Regions from separate parts of the Mus musculus genome. Here region 2 is linked to region 1. Evidence: chromatin contacts called from public promoter capture Hi-C data. All regions are on one chromosome and are shown on one strand. The core of a region is the stretch at or near the end of the contact, and the rest is flanking DNA. Distances in the headings are between cores, read along the strand shown.

Region 1 (3,896 bases), core at 1,097-3,596:
TTTATGTTAAGTTACTGAGTAAAATATAAGCTACAATGAATACTTTAAAAAATTATGATGCTTACTGTAAATCAGAAAAGCCTATCACTGAGGGGTAAGTGGGGTGAGGTGGGTGTTGTGAGGTGGGGACGTCTAAATCACACCTTCAAATCCACATCCATATAAAAGATTGCTGCTTCTGAGCTTTAAGCACTCTAAAGGCGGGCCTGGGAATACTCCCTACCTATCTCATTCAGATACTCCACAATTTGAACTGAGATAACAATCTGGTGGGAAATATATTAAAATAAAAAAATATATTATTATAGTTGCTCAAAAAGCTCTGAAGCGCTTGTCCTATGTACATTTAATTTCAGCCTCAGAGCACAAATTGGACATCTAGGAAAAAAATCTCACATAATCCGTTCTTAAAAAGCAGCTCCCTGGATTTCCATGTAAATCATAATGCTTGTTAGAATCTTCAATCATCCAATACTTCACCTTTATTGCATGTAACATAGGTTGCAATCACCCATTTATCTACAAAATCCTTGGCATGTAGTCTAATCCCAGCCTGAGGGCACAGGGACAGATCAACCTATCCCTGTTATATCTCCCAGCACCTGCTAAGATGCCTGACATGACTCAATGAGAAGGCTCTCCGTGAACAATTAACTGAATCAGGAAGGCGCTAGTGTTATTCCCACACACAGTGTCCTTCAGTGTGTCCTTCTTTCTTTGCTTTCTCCAAGGAGGACATCTTGGGACTCACAGGGTACCAGTCACTCGGCCCAAATGTCCTACAAATCCAGTAACTGGACTCCAAAGATACCAGGTGACCCTCTCCTGTGGCCACACTGGAGTCAAGGCACTTTATGACAGAAGAATCAGAGCCTAAGTTAGAAAATACAATCAGCCTTCAACTCTACATGTGAGGGGTGCTCAGGGAGACACCAGAAAACGCACTCTCAAGTCCCAACACTTCCCTCTCTGTAATAAGCTTTGCATGCACTTCTAGGGGCAACTCAGCAGCACCCTTCAACAACACTCAGAGCCAAAGTGCGCATACAAAACAGCCTAAAACAAACAGGAAAAACAAAAACACCAAACTACAGCTCTGCAGAACCCCTAAGACCCAAAAGAACCTAGAAACCCAAAGCCACGGAAACCATTCAAACACCAACAGAGGGCTGTTGCTACTAAAGCCATCAGAGATTTGTTCTAGATTCAGACAGGCCCTCCTGGGGCTCAAGCTTCTCCTAGTAGCTCAGATCTGGGCTAAGTTAACGTGTCCACAGTGCAGGCTCTCTCGCTGTAAAACTGAGAATGTGCGACCGTCCCGGTGGACTAACAATGTAAACATAGCCATGCACAAAGTTCTTGGTGTGTGGCCTTTAAAAAAAGCTCAGTAAATGCCAGCTCTGTCATTCTAGGCAGTTATCAATCCCCCCTCTCTAGTTTCCACTGGATTCCCAAAAACTGTCCTGCCCTTTCTAAGTTGAGGGGCTCTATGTACAAGTGATCGGAATACCTGTTCTAGAACCAGAACGGACCATACAGTTGGATCTTCATCTGTGAAATCCCATCACGGGGATCACAAGTGACCCCCGGGGCTGCCTATGTATGCATCTCATGACTGACTCGTCCGAGACTAAAACGCACTTAGGAGGAGACACCAGAGGTTCCCCACGCCATTCCCACCGCCCGCACCCGCATTTCCTGTCCCACACCCGCAGTTTTCAGGGACCCTCTGGGCGCTGGTACCTCCCACGGACGCCGCGCGGCCGCGTGGAGCGGGACGACCCCACCCACGTGCCCGCGCCCGCGGAGGAGGCCGCGGTGCATCCTTCCTCCCGCGCCCGCAGCTCCACGCCGGCGGTTTCCCCGAATCCGCGAGGACGCCCTACTCGCCACTCACCCTCCACCAACCCCCGTTTCCCCGACCCTCGCCACGGCCCAGCACCCCGCGGCCCAGGAGTCCCCTCAGGCACCGGCGAGCGGCATGCACGCTCGCCGAGTGGGAGGAGGGAGGCCTGGCCGCCATCCCGCGACCCTCATCGCCTCACAACGGGCGCTGCGCGCACTCACCGCGGGCTCCGACCCACGCAGGCCTGGCTGCTCCTCAGAGCGGCTCCTGCCCAGCGCCACCTCCTCAGGACCCTGACGCAGCTGCTGGGGCCGCCCTGCGAGACGGGGACGACCGCCTGCTGCCGGCTCAGCCTCCCGCTCTGCCGCCGCCTCCTCGTCCGAGCCCGCGACCGCGGCCACAACCGCAGCGACGTTTCCCGGGCGCCGGCTGAGCAGCGTCTGTTGAGCCGCAGTCCTGGACGCGCACCCCGGGCTGGCGCTCGTTGCATATGCAAAGAGACCGCCGCCCATTGGCCCGCGGGCGGTGGCGCGTGCGGGGCTCGGCCTATCAAATGCCGGCCTGGGGAGCGCGGTGCTGGCGGCAGGGGCGGGGCGAGGTTACTATGGGTCATTCTGCGGAGCCGCCGACGGCTGGACCCGACTGGGGCCCTCGCAGGGCGGGGATTGAGCCCTTGGGGAGGGGAGCGGCGGGACGGACCCGCAGCTACAGCAGCTGCAGAGGGGAGCTGGGCAGGGGGCGCAGGGCGGGAAGACCTGAGGCGTCCAGGGTGCCCCCGCTGAGAACTGCAAAACCCGCCTTCACTGCTGCGATGCATAAATCTCAATATAAACGAAGAAATAACCTGCTTGTTTTTTTTTTTCCCCATTCTTCTCAGGACTGGGTTCGTTATCCTAGTTTGAACACGGATTTCTAGCAAATCTTGCAAAGAGAAAAAAAAAAAAATGACGTTTGAAAATGCTTGTGAAGGGGAAAGCTCAAAGCATGCCCTGTATTATTTCTCTTGCATGGGCTTCGTTTAATGCAGCGTGTATCCCGTTTACTCGTAAATCTTCGCATACCCACATTTCATGTTTGCAAAGGATGAAACTTTACTCAAAAATAATCTTTTATCAGCCGGGCGTGGTGGCGCACACCTCTAATCCCAGCACTCAGGAGGCAGAGGCAGGCGGATTTCTGAGTTCGAGGCCAGCCTGGTCTACAAAGTGAGTTCCAGGACAGCCAGGGATATACAGAGAAACCCTGTCTCGGAAAAAAAAAAAAAAAAAAAGCTTTATGAATCTTTATGACTGTGTGTGTTGTTTAGTTTGCCATTGTATAGATCCTCTTGGACACTACATCAGGATATAGGCATTTATTTTACAACTGCCTCCCCCCACTCAAAACATTCACCCAGCAAAACACAAATGACTAAATCAGCCACTGGAGTGTAATATTAGAAAGAGACTGTTCGTAGCAGAGTTGTTTTTTCTTAACCTAACCTATTATTTAGTTGGTCTGTGAACTTTTCTTTAAGTAGGTGAAAGGTCGAGTTGCTGTGCTAGCCTCAAGCTAAGGCAGAAAGAGGCTCACTTCCCAGGACAATCTTAAAAACTCCGAGGAGGCTGCCAGGACTTGAGCTAGGTGGAGCCATGATACACTCTACAAAGCCAGCTCACTCACTCACCTTGGGCCCCTAGCCAGTCTAATTGCCTGAAAGAACAGATAGTGTTTGACTCAAGCAGCCTGCTCCTACTAGGAATTTCACATTTCCCAAGGAAACCCTGCCAATAAAAGGAATGCAGAATTTCCAGTCTACAGAGGGATGAAGATGTGTACCTCAGAAGTGGTCATTCAGAACTGCAAACCTTGAGAAAAACTAAGCAACTTCAAGACAGCAAAACTAATAGTGAACCTTCCTCCCCAGTTAACAAACATAAAACACATGTGTAGAATTCCAGGGACATCTTTCTTCGTTATCTCTTTATAGGCTAAACAATATTTTATGGGCATGTATTTACATTTAACAGAAAATACTCTTGAGATTCAAATACTGAATTGGAATATTGTC
Region 2 (4,127 bases), core at 1,138-3,637, 150 kb after region 1:
AAAAAAAAAAAGATGAAGAGTAGGAGGAGGAGGAGGAAGGTGAAGGAGGAGGAAGAGGAGGATAACTAAGAAGAAGCAGTAGCTGCAGCAGCCCAGCTCCTTCAGTGGTCCTTATATACAGTCATGGCTGAGACACTGTAAGTGCACTGAACACATGAAACTGCTTCCAACATGCAAAACTCTGCAATGCAATGACTGTTGTTATTATTACTTAGCCCCACAGGTGTGCGACTCTGACTTGGCCCATATGGGCCATTTCTGCTTCTCTGCAAAGTTTAAGCATAGAAGTTCATAGTTATTCCTCTCTTCTCGTTGTGTGTCACCACCTTTCTCCACGAGCATGACACACTCAGGACAAGCTTCCTCCAAGTGCTGTCCAGCTATCTGGATCCTATACTGTCACTTCGTGGGCTTAGCCTTACTCCAGAACACACCCCAGGGTGAATTATTTCCAAACAGAAGGCGCTCGAATCCAACCCAAACATGTAGTTGGGTCTAGGCAGAAAAGCCCGGGAGCGAAGGCAACCCGAAAATAGAAAACTAACAATAGCTCTTTGTCCTGATGTCAAGATGGCAAAGTTTTAATACCTAGGGGCATTACTTACTCATTATGAGTTGAGGGATCCAGAAATGAATTGGCAGCCATTGAGAGACTAAAATGAAACTTTGTATAGCACCCACTTTCTAGATGGGACCATCACTACATTTGGGAGACCATAGTTGCCCCCAATTTACCCAGCTGTATATTGAAAAGCTGTATATTGTCTTCCATTGTAAGTAAGACAAACCTCGCTTTAGAAACAAAATAGTACGGGCCAGTCATAGTTGCACATGTCTTTAATCCCAACACTTGCCTTGCAAAGGCAGGCAGATCTATGAGTTCTAGGCCAGCATAAAGAGTTCTACAGAGCAAGTTCTTCTGGGACAGCCAGGGCTACATAGAGGAAATATGAGAGAGAGGGGGGGGAGGGGGAAGAGGGGGAGAGAGGGAGAGAGAGAGAGAGAGAGAGAGAGAGAGAAAGGGGGAGGGGGAAAGGGGGAAGAGGGGGAGAGAGGGAGAGAGAGAGAGAGAGAGGGAGAGAAAGGGGGAGGGGGAAAGGGGGAAAAGGGGGAGAGAGGGAGAGAGAAAGGGGGAGGGGGAAAGGGGGAAGAGGGGGAGAGAGGGAGAGAGGGAGAGAGGGAGAGAGGGAGAGAGGGAGAGAGGGAGAGAGGGAGAGAGGGAGAGAGGGAGAGAGGGAGAGAGGGAGAGAGGGAGAGAGGGAGAGGAATCCAAAGCAGGGAGTCCCACAGTAGGTGAACACTGTCTGACCAGGCAGACCCAGGAACCAGAGGCTGTGCGCAGTAGGGTAGGGACTGTGTCTGGTGAGTGTTTGGCACGGCGGAGCTCTTACCGAGCAGGAGGAAGGACAGGACCCACTGCAGCACCGCAGCGGTCTGTAGGCACCGTGCCAGCGGGGTGTTGAGTGGCGCGAACTCGACCATCATGGTTCTACCCGGAGGACTCCTTTCGCAGGATTTGTGGTACTGCTACCGACTGGGAGGCCGAGGCTCCAGCTGGCCGGAAAGGAACCAATTCGCCCTGGGGCAGGAGGTGAGGGAGGGTGCGCGGCGTTGAGGCGGGGTGCTGGGGATCACTAATCACAGCTTGAGGCAGAACCCTGGTCACTCGTGGGAGAGGTCAGCCTGCCTGCCCAATCGCTAGGGCCTGGGCCTCCACCCGTATTTGACCATTGTTCATCTGATAGACCGCCTAGCACTCAGCTCCAGCATCCACCCATAAACCCACCTCATCCTCTGAAGCCAAGAATTGGGGAGTGGGTAGTTTGGTTAGTTCTTTGAGGTCCAGCACTAGCTGGAGGAAAGTGTGGGACTTGCGTTTATTAGTGTGGGTCTCCACACTACCCCCCCCCCCAAGGTGTGTGCGTATGCGAGTGCACGCACGGGTCTCTCTTTTTGTGTTTTCTTTTGTGTCCTAAAATTCCTACACAAATCCTGGATGATTTCCTTTCATTCATTCTCTTAACCCATATATACTGAAAGCCCACCAAATCTCCATTATCTTGTGAGAAAATGACCTTTTTGGGGGGGGGGCAGGAAAAAATCTAAGCAAACTAACCATACAACTGAATAGTATACAATTACAAGACCCTATTATAAACGCTAGAGTGAAAGAGTTAGAATCCGGTGGGACAACTTCTTGTGCCTGTTTCTTTCTCAGCGTTTACCTGCATAGTTTTCTTAAATGTGTGCACAGCAGCATGTGGAGAGACCAGAAGTGAACCTCAGATATGTTTCTCAATACTATCTTAGCCCTCGACTTTGGTTTTTGAGATAGAGTCAACGGAGCTTGGGACTCACCCAATTAGGCTGCTCTGGCAAAAGCTCCCAAAAGCTCTGGGCGTGCTCTGGTATTACCTCACCAGCCTGACTTTTTACCTGAATTCTGGACATCAGATTCAGATTTTTCACGCTTGCAAGCATTTTAACAGTTGAGCTGTCTTTCCAGCCCTTGAGTTTTAAATGATTGCTTTAATTAACTGAAGAGGTCTACAGGCAAAGGGAAATGTGTGTGCAAAGGTCTTCCTAAGAAAAGGGGAAGGGCACCATTTGTAACTTCTTGGCAAAACTGTTTTTGTTTGTTTGTTTGTTTTAGTTTTGTTTTTCTGGTCGAAGAGGTACTTTCTTCTTTCTTAGAGTTCTTTCTGAGCCACCCTCCATGCTAGGTGGGAGATTCTGTGATTGAATATTATGTCACACACTGTGACAGTCTCTTGCCAGGTATGCCCTGACTCCATAGCAACACTTCGAAGTATTCATGCCAATTTGGAGCTAGGGAAATTGGGACTCAAAGTAGAGGCCAGCCTGGGCTACCAGACCCTGTCTCAACAATTAAAACAACCTACACACACACACACACACACACACAGATAGAGAGACAGAGACAGACAGAGAGGAGAGAGAGAGGAGAGGAGAGGAGAGGAGAGGAGAGGAGAGGAGAGGAGAGGAGAGGAGAGGAGAGGAGAGGAGAGGAGAGGCCAGGCGAGGAGAGGCCAGGCGAGGCCAGGTGAGGCCAGGCGAGGTGAGGGGACGGGAGGGGAGCGGAGAGGGGAGGGGAGCGGAGAGAGAGAGGGGAGGAGGAGAGGAGAGGAGAGGGGAGGGGAAGGGAGGGGAGGGGAGGGGAGAGAGAGAGGAGGAGGGGAGGGGAGAGAGAGAGGAGGAGGGGAGGGGAGAGAGAGAGGAGGAGGAGAGGAAAGGAGAGGAGAGGAGAGGAGAGGAGAGGAGAGGAGAGGAGAGGAGAGGAGAGGAGAGGAGAGGAGAGGAGAGGAGAGGAGAAAAGAGGCGAGAAGAGGAGAGAAGGAGAAGAGCTGTAATTGTAGGTAAGTGCTGAAGACTCTGTCTTGTCCTTTCCTGGAAGCTAGGCAGAACAGAGATGAAATGAAATTCAGATGAAAGATACAAATGGTAGGATATGCAGAACACCTAAAACCCTTGGTCCTAACCACTTAGAATGTTATTGATGATGCATTTGTCACCTCACAGAAAGCAGCTAGTAAAGAACAATTGAATCTTTTGTTGGAGGTGGAGGACTGGCTTGAGAGAGGGACTCCTGTTGCTCAGGTGAGCTGCATTCCATATGTTAATGAACTTGATCTCGTGACCCACCTCCCTAAGGGGCTTACAGGCAGGCAACATCAGGATCAGCAAGAACCATCGTGTTTTAAAAGACTTATTTACTTTTATATGTGTAGGGTTTTTTTCTATTTTGATTTTATGTGTATGGGTGATCTGTCTGTCTGTCTGTGTACTACATGTATGTCTGGGTGCCCACAGAGGCCAGAAGAGGTATTGGATCCCTGGAACTTGAGTTACAGACAGTTGTGAACTGTTATATGGCTACTGGATATTGGGCATGAACGAAGAGCAAGCTGTTCTCCCGCCCAAACACATATCACAGTCCGTTGAAGTCATTCTCTGACCCAACAGGGGGTCAATTCACTGACCTATCATCATCTCATCATTTTATTGTTTTGATTTTTTTTTTTTTTTTTTTTTTTGAGACAGCGTCTCATTATGTAGCCTTGCTGGCCTGGAACTCATTTTGTAGACCAGAGTCAATTTGAACTCAC

Evidence for each region. Promoter capture Hi-C pulls out the DNA fragments that hold promoters and counts their contacts.
Region 2: a contact with region 1 is called in a promoter capture Hi-C map of embryonic stem cells. The contact joins the promoter of Mogat1 here to the promoter of Utp14b in region 1. A contact is called at or near these places in 16 of 39 promoter capture datasets (the 3T3-L1 cell line, 3T3-L1-derived adipocytes, the C10 cell line and 9 more), 2 of 15 datasets of contacts at CTCF or cohesin (CD8 T cells and the NIH/3T3 cell line), 3 of 484 Hi-C or Micro-C datasets (astrocytes, embryonic stem cells and myocytes), 15 of 115 datasets of contacts at active chromatin or transcription factors (the 230-238 cell line, bone marrow-derived dendritic cells, embryonic hindbrain and 9 more) and 4 of 9 other capture datasets (adipose tissue, embryonic stem cells, liver and 1 more).

The regions. Positions count from the first base shown.
Region 1 is chr1:78,656,275-78,660,170 of GRCm38.p6, reverse strand. Utp14b (UTP14B small subunit processome component) reads right to left here and starts at 2,346. Exons shown (of 3, transcript NM_001001981.3): 1 at 2,068-2,346. Acsl3 (acyl-CoA synthetase long-chain family member 3) reads right to left here and starts at 2,346. Exons shown (of 15, transcript NM_001033606.2): 1 at 2,068-2,346.
Region 2 is chr1:78,509,320-78,513,446 of GRCm38.p6, reverse strand. Mogat1 (monoacylglycerol O-acyltransferase 1) reads right to left here and starts at 2,387. Exons shown (of 7, transcript NM_026713.3): 1 at 2,359-2,387; 2 at 1,392-1,579. The coding sequence starts at 1,485.